Regions from separate parts of the Athene noctua genome. Here region 1 is linked to region 2. The links are chromatin contacts, called in public Hi-C maps. All regions are on one chromosome and are shown on one strand. Each heading gives the region's core, a stretch centred on a gene start, on an enhancer-like site or on the middle of the called end of the contact. The rest is flanking DNA. Distances are from core to core; before and after follow the strand shown.

What was found. Hi-C and Micro-C count contacts between places; a contact is called where the count stands out from the background.
Region 1: a contact with region 2 is called in a Hi-C map of heart, with 3 times the contacts expected there. The contact joins the promoter of STX16 here to the promoter of ANKRD60 in region 2. A contact is called at or near these places in 2 of 2 Hi-C or Micro-C datasets (heart and liver).

The regions. Positions count from the first base shown.
Region 1 is chr16:11,799,953-11,804,816 of bAthNoc1.hap1.1, reverse strand. STX16 (syntaxin 16) reads right to left here and starts at 2,695. Exons shown (of 9, transcript XM_074920398.1): 1 at 2,417-2,695. The coding sequence starts at 2,497.
Region 2 is chr16:11,603,307-11,608,150 of bAthNoc1.hap1.1, reverse strand. ANKRD60 (ankyrin repeat domain 60) reads left to right here and starts at 2,945. Exons shown (of 5, transcript XM_074920607.1): 1 at 2,945-3,125; 2 at 3,939-4,076. The coding sequence starts at 2,945. LOC141967095 (serine/threonine-protein phosphatase 4 regulatory subunit 1-like) reads left to right here. Exons shown (of 19, transcript XM_074920472.1): 19 at 1-1,781.

The sequences.
Region 1 (4,864 bases), core at 1,446-3,945, 200 kb before region 2:
GGAAAAAAAAAAGAGACATAGGACAGATATAGGGTACGGTCAGTTGAGAAATTACTGATTTATTTTTTAAGCATGATGGTTTACCAAGAACAAAAACTGACTTGTAAAACACAACTATTCAATAAATAAATCACGATATTGTACTTTTTAAGTCAGCATTTTGGTTGATGCACAAACTTTAAAAAAAATATTTCAGTTGCTTGGTAAACAGAAAGAACATGAGATCAAGTTAAGAGCTTTGTTTGTTTTTCAAAGTAACTGCACAGTGAAGTAGAATTTCTAGTTACTAAAATTTCAGGCAGAAAAACTGCAATAGAGTATGCTCCAGTGCGACAGCAAGGGCAATTTGACTGCAGTATTCAACATCCACTGGCGAGTTAAGAGGTTTGATTATGACTGGAGGATGCACATACAAGCTTTTGTAAGACATTTATTGACAAGCACTCCAGTTACCACAGGATAAAATGGACAGCAAAAGACAAAAAGCAAAAGCGAAAACACGTCAATTATGCTCTAGTTTCAGGTAACATTAATCCTACGTGTATCTGAAAAATACAAAAGGCTAGTATCGGCACCTCCTCTATTCATCAGCCTTTGTACTGTGGAGGGTATGTGTGAGCAATAGGATATTTCACTGAGAGATTAATAAAGCAAACAGATCTAAACCAAAATACTTGTGGTTTAATAAAGCAGCAGGCTTCAACTAATGATCTCTTTTATCCTACACCAAGCTTTTGAAATAGAACTATACTGTTAAGAATGCTACTTTGATTATCTGAATTTAAGGAGTGGTTGACTGCCCACATGAGAATGCAATTTTTGAGAGAGCTCTCAGAGTAAAGGATTTCTTCAGGAGAAGCCTGGAGAGTGAACTGAGGTAAGGCGAAGTACTATGACCTAGAATTTGCAACACTGTCCTGCCGGCATGCAGCAACTCTGCTCTGGGGATACCACCCAAAAGAAAAGGTAATTAGCTGTAGGCACCGTAGAAACATAAAAGGCGAAGAGCTAGCACTACCGTCTTTACACTTCTTGCTTAATTAGTACTCTTGTAGTAACTATGTAACTCTCAGCTGTCCACCAGGATCAGGACTGAGATGCTAACTTCATCCACTGCACAAGACAATTTCCAGTCACTCTTAACCTCAATTGCAACTGAATGAGCATCCTAGAAAACAGCTTTAGTTAACACTGTAAATAAACATTTCATGCAAGTGCTAAGTGTTATTGCACTCACTGTTGAGTAAAAGTGCAGTTTCACTGCTCAGTAGTCTGTATGCAAGCTTAAACTATCACTAGCTGTTCTCTATGATACTTTAAAAAATCCAAGGATCTGAAGAAGTGATATTGATATTGGCAAAAACCATGTTAACAAGAACTAAATACAGTGCCAAATTAAACATGTATACTACACGTTACTATTGACATTTTCTTGTTCTGCAAATGCAATTTAATACATAGCTTGTTAGACACGGGTGTAATAAAATTAACAATGAACAAAGACCATTCAATAGCAATTCATTGGTTAAAATAAAATTTGCAGCACGAAGTGCTCCTTTTCCCAACTAAAAGGCATTGATAAAAAGCAATCTAGAACGATGAGACTGCCACCAGATATTTACTGGTGCCTACTACACATAAATGGTAAGTTTGAACAGAAAGTGTAAAAACCTCCATAGAGCTGAGCTGCCAAGCAGTCCACCACAGTCTGACTAGCTCAACAGAAAAAGCCACATAAACTGACACTTTTGAAGTTTCTGTGATGAGGATTTACACTAGATTCTACTGACTCCCCTCTTTCACAGAAGACTTACATTATTATTTGCATTTGGGGGAAAAAATACAAGGGCAATGGACACCAGAACAAATTATGGAAAAATTCAAGCAATGGGAATAATCTACACTAATGTATTTAACAGTGCCCACACTGAAGTGAATAGAAGAGTTCTGCTCTATGGAATAACTCGTATTTTTTCTTTGGGGAAAGGAGGCCAAAAAGCACAGTGGACAAAAAAACCTCATGTCAGTGCTAACATGAAGTTTTGGAACAATAACTGTATTTTTTATTCATGAAGTGAATAGAGATGTGATCAGCACAAGGACAGATCTCTTCTATTCGTTTTACGTGAAGTAGTAGGAAAGAAGGATCAACAAGGTGGGGAGGGAGGGACAGAGGGGGAAAGTACAGAGGCCGGTGGGACGTGGAGGAGAGGGCTCGCAGACAGGGAGCCGGGGAGGGCCGGGGCGGTGGAGGGGGGTCGGGAAGGCTGGAGGGCCAGACGGGAGGAGCGGGGCACAGGGCAGGGCTGCCTGGCAGCCCCAGGCGCGGCAAGGTACAGTAGGATGAAGGGAGGAGACTCACCGCAGCAGCCATGCTACGTGAACTCAGAGGGCTGGAGGAGCCGTAACTACTCACTTGCTCGGCCAGCAGCTGCCGGCTCTGCACCGCGTTGTTCCGCAACAACAAGAACGCGTCCGTTAGACGCCGGGTGGCCATGGCCTACCGCCCCGGGGCCCCTCGCCCCGGGGCCGCTCAGCGCCGCGCTGCCGGGCCCTCGGCCCTAGCTCAGCCCGGGGCCCACGGGCAGAGACGGCGGCCGCCCCCGGCGACGCCCGCTGGCCGCTCACAGGGCCCGGGCGGAGGCCCCCAGCGCCGGGCCCCCCCGGCCGCCGGCCCCATCCATCCCCCCCCGGATCCGACTGCAGCCGCAGCAACGGCCCCGCTCACTTCCGCGTTGTGCATCGCTCAGCGCCTTCCGGCCCGCGCGCCGCCCCGCTCCGCTCCGCCCGGGCCCGCCGGCCGCCGCACCAACGTTCCGGCCCTGCTGGGGCCGGCGGCAGCGAGACGCCGCGTCCAGCCCCAAGGGCAGCGACACCGGCTGAGGGCTGGCAGGCCCCAGACTCCTGCCGCTTCTGGCCGTAGCGGCGGGGTACGGGGACGTTCGGGCCTCACGGTGGTTGCCATGACGAGAGCCAGGTGCGGGCCTAGGAGACACGGCAGCCTCCATGCCCGCACACCCGGCCCTGGGCTCCCTTGTGGGCAGCTGGGCCGGGGCCCTGCCTTCGGAAACTTGGCAAAGTGGCTTCGTACAAAGAAGCCCTACTATTTCCATAGCTTTGTCAGTTAACGTGCTCCTCTCACTGCTGTGAAGCATCCTCAAATCATCCTCAAAAGGCGCAAGTCTGGTTCAAAGTAAAATACTGTAGTAGGACCATTTTGGTTTGATAGCTTCTTTCTTCCCATTTATTTTCTTCATCTGAATCGCCCCAAGTTCTCCCCAATTTCCTCTCAGTGAGTTTTCTGTTTTCCCAAAAACCTTGCACAGCTCTTTTTGCTGGCTCTGACTATTCAAAAATCAGGATGCTCCCTGAAAATGAACAAGCCTTTTAAAATTACAGTATTGAGTTTGAACTTTCTGAAAGAGGCTTTTTAATAAGCCGGACTGAAATTATTTTCCCCCTGCAGCTTTGTCAGGCCGGCCTGGCTCTCCCCTGCATGGGGCTGATGGGACATGAGGTGGGGTTTGGGCTCCCTCCTGCGCACCCCTGGCCAGGTCTGCACCTTGTGCCCGCGCCCCCAGGGGGGTCCGACATGTCCCTTGTGGAAACAGAAGTGACGGCTGCCCGGCACGGCCAGGACAGCTGCTGCACACTGATTGTCAGGAGACTCCCCAGCTTAAACTCTTAACCCCCCTCCCAGCAAAACAACTAGTATTTACACATATGGTAGGAACAGTGACTATGATCACAACCGCATTTTCTAGAAATGTTACCTCGTTTTATCTAACCGCCTGGGCAAACTTGTACAGTGAGAAATAGAAAAAAGGATTCCTTTGCTATTATAAGACATATAGGGAGTTTTCTTGAGCAGCCCTTCTGCCACAGCGGGAGAGACCTGAAACTTGGAATTTAGCAAGGAAATAAGCTCCAGTCATACAAGGACTAACGCACGCATTTCATATTTCGTGGTCTGGTGAAATCTGTTTTCATTTTGGCTGCCTGACAGAGGCTTTAAAAATATATGTACGTACTTCATTTCTTCATGCTAATTTTTAATCTACTGTAACAATTTTTTATTCTATGAGAACAGTTTCAGCTAATGACCTTCTAGCGTTCTCTTGGCATGCTGCTATGGGCGTAGGTTGAGAGGAATTTCTCCTGCCATCGGCAGTTTCCCCGTGATCTTTTAGCTCTAGATGTGCGCACAGGGAAAACCAGTTGGAATATCTCACGGTGGGATGGTGAACATGAACCCAATGGGAAGCCTTAATGCGCTGGAAGTTGGTACACAGCAGCAATTAACATCTTTTCCTTCCTGATTTTTGACAGCTGAAAAAGGTTTGAATGTTGGGCAGGCTTGGAATTTAAGCAGAGGCTATAAAAAGTATTTGGGACTTGTACACAGAGGGATAAAACTCTGCAAGGAAGGGGTCCAGACCTAACTCAGTGAATAACCACTTCAAAGTGGATATTAGGAATAAGCAAAGGGAGTAGAAGGAATGGAAAAAAGGATTAATCAAAGAAAACTATGTCTTAGAAGTTAGGAAGTATAGGCATAAAGGGAAATGTGCCAGAAGTAAAGCCGAGTTAGACCTCGCAAAGGAAATTAAAACAAGTAACAAAATGTTCTTTGGGCGTACATACAAGGAGATGAAGGAGAGAAGAGGTAGGGGTGATGAAAGGGGGAGGCAGGACACAAATGAATGCATAATATATAGTGGAAATGTACATAGAGGAAATGAATGCATGGAGATAGAAATTATTTCATCCAAGCGGAACAAATCATAAAGGTCATAATGCAACAATAATTTGGACTAGATGATCATCATAGGTCCCTTTCAACTGAAATATTCTAATTTCTGAC
Region 2 (4,844 bases), core at 1,696-4,195:
TCAGATAGCTTCTGACATTGGAAAAATTATAAAGCTAACACTTTTTGTTCTGTTGTGTTCCAAATCCGCAGATAACATGCAGCCTGGGGAAAAAAAAGTCTTTTTTTTATTGTGGATTGGAATTTTTTCCTGTTCAAAAACTAAAGTTTAAATACTAAAGAAATGTTTCATGTAATAACTGTTACTTTCTCTCTGTGAACAAAATACTTAATCATATATAGACCTATGTAAATATTTCCCCTTATTTCACTGTTACACTAGTAAGTAGTTCACATGGGTGAAGGTTTTTACAGAAATTACTATTTTCTTTTTCTTTTTTTGTTTTAAATCTGGCTTGTCTGCAATACAGCAAGTAGGTTCCTCAGCTGGGTTCTGTATTTTTGGAGGGCTCAGTTTTGTTTAAGTTTAGTCTTGTATTATAATATGTACAGTATTTGTAACAAATTGTTTTCTTGTGAGATCACAAAATGTGTTTTTGGAAGTTGCAGGCAGAATTATACCACGGCTGTTACAGCAAACAGTATAAACTCTGTAAATTCTGCAACATTCTACATTTAATTTTTTACAATTTTTTTATAATTTAAAACAAATACTACTTCAGTACAGACTTTTTATGATTGCAATTTCTTAACAAAGACCCCTGAAGTTAATTTTTTCTAGTTCTAATGTCTTTTTCTAATGCTGGCATTATACTGGTATTTTCTAACAGTTCAGATTTTCTAAGGCCTTTGACAAGGTTTTACTTCTGTTTTTTATTATCAGTTCATTAAATTTCTCAGCACTGAACAAATTTTAAGTGTGTGTATATGTAAGTATGTTTGAAATGTACTGTATATAAATTAAATACTCTGAACATTAACCCAACCCAAGTTTCTGTTTGTCAGATAATCTTAAATAGTTACCTTTACTTGCAATAATCCACTGGAGAACGCAAACTTCTATATGTTTTAGCATGTTTGGCAAGTGTTCACTAAGTTTTTAATTAGAATATATATAAACGGTAAGTCACCAGCTATAGAAGTTCACTAAAAGGCTAAACAAAGTTCTTTGTTTTTAACAATATTTTGGTACCTCTCTGGCTCCAGAAATCATGTCTGCTTTAATTTATGATTTCAGTAGAGCATTTAAAAACTTTTTTTAAAACTCTAGAGTTGCATGCATTAATGGGGGACATCATAGTTTTGGGGTGGGATTTTTGTAGACAATGTGCAGGTCTATTAAACAGACTTACCCTCCACAAGGTTTGTCTTTTTCGTTTCGTTTTAAACTAGAAATGACTTCAGCATAACTAAAGACCGCACTTTACGTCTTGTACTAGACAAATGTATGCAATGATGAGTAAAGCGGTGTGTTCACATACAATTCTCTGGGTGGTTTAAATTATGCAAATATATGTATTTTAAAAGCCAGATGGAGCAAAGTTAGGTAGTTGATCCATAACAGCAGCAAGAACATCACTTTTAAACATTTTGAGCTAAGGAACATGAAAATAACGTTAGTGGGTGCAATATTGCTTGGATGCTATAGGAAATGATCAAGCACTTGTAATCCAAAGCATGTTAGTCATGTGGCTTAGAGCTGAGGCTGGTTGGAATCTCAGCACCAGACAGGCTTGGCACGGGGCAGGGTGCTGCCCGGTGGCAGCTGTGTCTGTGCACAGTGGTGTTTGGAGCTTGAGTAAGTGGGGACACTCTGGAAGTGTCATTTGTCAGAATAGAGAATCTATGTAACTTTCTATTTGTATTTATCTCAATAAATCCTGTGACTGTTTTATAAACCAACTTGTGGTAATGTGAGTTTTGTCCTAGGTGGGATGTGAGTGTGTTTCTTTGGTTAAAGAAACGTCTCCCTGGTGGAAATGCTGTCATCTGTCCAACTGAGGTTGTGAGTGGAATTCGTCATACTGCGTAGTAAAAGATCTGTTAAATGTCCAGAGATTTGAAGTAACCCATCTTTCACTTTTTCTTGAAGTGAGCATGCTGAAAGTGCTTTGGAACTAAAATCACTGTCCGAACTGAAAATCTTACAGATACATTTTAAATGAAGAGAACTTGTGTGTGCGGGGTGAGACTGACATTCAGATCTTGATCTTGAATTCTTCCCTCTCCAAACTTGAGCCTGGAGGGACGTTCTGGACTGTGTGGTGTTGCTCTCAGACATCCTACATTAACAGACTTTGTGTACTTGTTAGGCCCTGGGGGAAGGGAAATCCATAATCAACACCTGGCTGGTGGATTTTGCTTCTAATTCAAGAGTCTTCTCTACCTTGTACCACTGCAGTCACCCTTCGGGCTGTTTCAGACACTTGCTGGCTGTTCCATCCTGTGCTCTGCAACCTCTGTCAGCTGCTGCAAAAGAATATCTGACCTCCACACTCTCTTCTCTGCAGGATTTTAGCTGCTGCAAAAGTGAGGAGAGTCCCTGCAGCCCCTGGTAAAGCCTGCCCACATGCTTTGGGTTAGGGCACAAGACCCTTATGTAGTAAACTGAAAACAAACAGCTGTATGATCTTTTTATTGTGCATTAGACTAAACATGTAGATTGAGATCTAGATGGAACCAAGAACATAAAACACAGGCAACTTTGGGTATTTACCTGAGTTACTAATTTGTTTCTCTGAGTAAGATTGTCATCCTAGTGAAAATCCAGTGATGGGCAGGAATAAAAGCCTTTAACCCCTCTGGTGCACTCTAAGTTCCTATAGGTTGTTCTATCACATGTGCAGCCCAGTTCTGTGGTGGTATTTTATGCTGCTCGGATGCTGTGATGTGCTTATGCACACATCTGCATGTGGGGATCTATGCTTGGAGGGCTTTGGCGATATGAGGGGAATCAATGGGGGAGGGAGGAATTACTACCAGATGTAGACCCCTGCCTTTATCAAGATCACAAGCTTTTTTGAAGAGGCAAGTCTCACGATCTTTTCCTGGTCAGGAACCACTTCATGACCATGCTGTCCTCGCCCCCATGGACCTTCACTGTCCAGCTCCACCTACCTGAAACTAAGGAGATCTTTTCACTGCCTCAATGCCAGAATTACTTGACTGTGTAGAAGCTGAAGTCCCATTTAGAATTGTTGACTGGGATCCCCCTTCATTTCCAGTGGCTTCAGTACCTGGATGAAGGTGAGAACCTGTAACCTCTGTGACTCTTGGAGTATATCTGCTAGTTATAGCTACATTTAGGTCCTGGATGAAGGTCAGGGTTCTGGTTTCCTCTTTTTTTGCTGTACAGCACTTGGAATTCAGCTCTTGACTTAATGCTTAACTTTGCTTACTACTCCTTACAGGTAATGGCCTGCTCAACAGGGTCTCTTTAGGTTTAGCAAATGCTGACCTCTTAAATTCCTGCTTAGCCTTGTCAACAGCCCGTACCTGTGCCTGGCTGGTTCACCTCAGCCTGTAACAGCTCTAGCAAGGCTCTGGCTGACCTCTCCACAGTTATTGTGTGGAGCAGTGTTTTTTCCCACTGCATCAGTGGAGTGGGTGGTGGTGAGGTACTTGACTTTGCAGGCAACAATCAGAGAGCGCCTTTGACACTTCTTTAAACCTATTTAAAACGAAATAACTTATTATTTGCTTTCGCAGATCAAACAAACTTGGTGCTTTCTTTTTAGAATAAAGACACCATGTATGTATGGATACAGTTAAATGTTTCTCCTATGGCCTTAGCATTTCATGTGTTAACTGCAGCTCTGTGGGTTACAACCATATTGCCCCAAGTGCACTATGTTGTGGCTTTCTCTGGGCTGGGGGTGTGCCTGTGTGTTCACAGCTTTAGCGGAACGGGACCCGAGGTGACCTTGGTGCATTATGAGAGTAAAATCAGAGCACAACAGCACGGCTAAGAGAATTCAGTCACCACTAACTTGTCTTTAAGCTGGTGGTTGTGCTCTATGAGGAGAAGTTGACTTGCTTTTCTTTCCTAACTCCCTACAGTAGCTCTACCGGACAAGTCTGTGGTTAAGGGCAATGACAGTGTCCCCGGCAGAAGGATTACAATGTGCATCTGGTGACAAGATGGCTGGAGGCACCTTGGGGCAGCTGCTGCAAAAGGAGAGACTGTGACTACGGGGGGTACTGGATGTGGAAAAGCTAAAAGCCTATTGCTGAAGGTCTGAGTACTCTTACAAAGCAAGACGTGATAGAGCAAACTGTGGAGAAGCTAATGGAAGAGACTTACCATAGAAATTAAGTAGGTTAGTTGTAGTGGCAACAGTTCACAATGAAAGGGTAATTTTGAGAGGGCTGGTAATCCAAAACCAGGGAGTCGGTCTTTTTTGCTGTTACTAGTAAGCAGCACATCCCCTTGCAGTGCAAGTACTTTTCGTTGACTTGTAACTTCTTGTAGCAGTGAGGTGAGAATACTTTCAGATTATTTTCCTTGTTCTTACTTATCCTGATGGCCAAAAAACGTTTGCATTTCTTATTCAACTGTCTGTCACTTTACTCTTCTGATGTGTTCTCAACAAAAGATACTTAATCCCCGTGTTTTACATATCAGTAGGAGAAATAATACACAGTATGTAAACAAGGCCTCTTTCTGGATTATTTTAAAACATCATTAGAAGATTGGGATTACCTGTTCTTGGGTATTCTGGTGAGGCTGAGTGATTTGTCTGTTATGTGGATCAGAGGCAGAAGCTGTTTCACAGTCCATCCTCCTCTGGCCATACTGACTCCAGAGTAAGAATGGGACTCGATACACAACTACCAAAATCCAGAATCGGAAGGCATTCCCTGTCTCATCCACTTTATCTGGTGCTAGCTTACAGACTCTCTTGAGTTTGCAATCCTGTCAAGTCTGATTAGTAAGAAATCTTTGGGTCTTTTATAGAACAAACA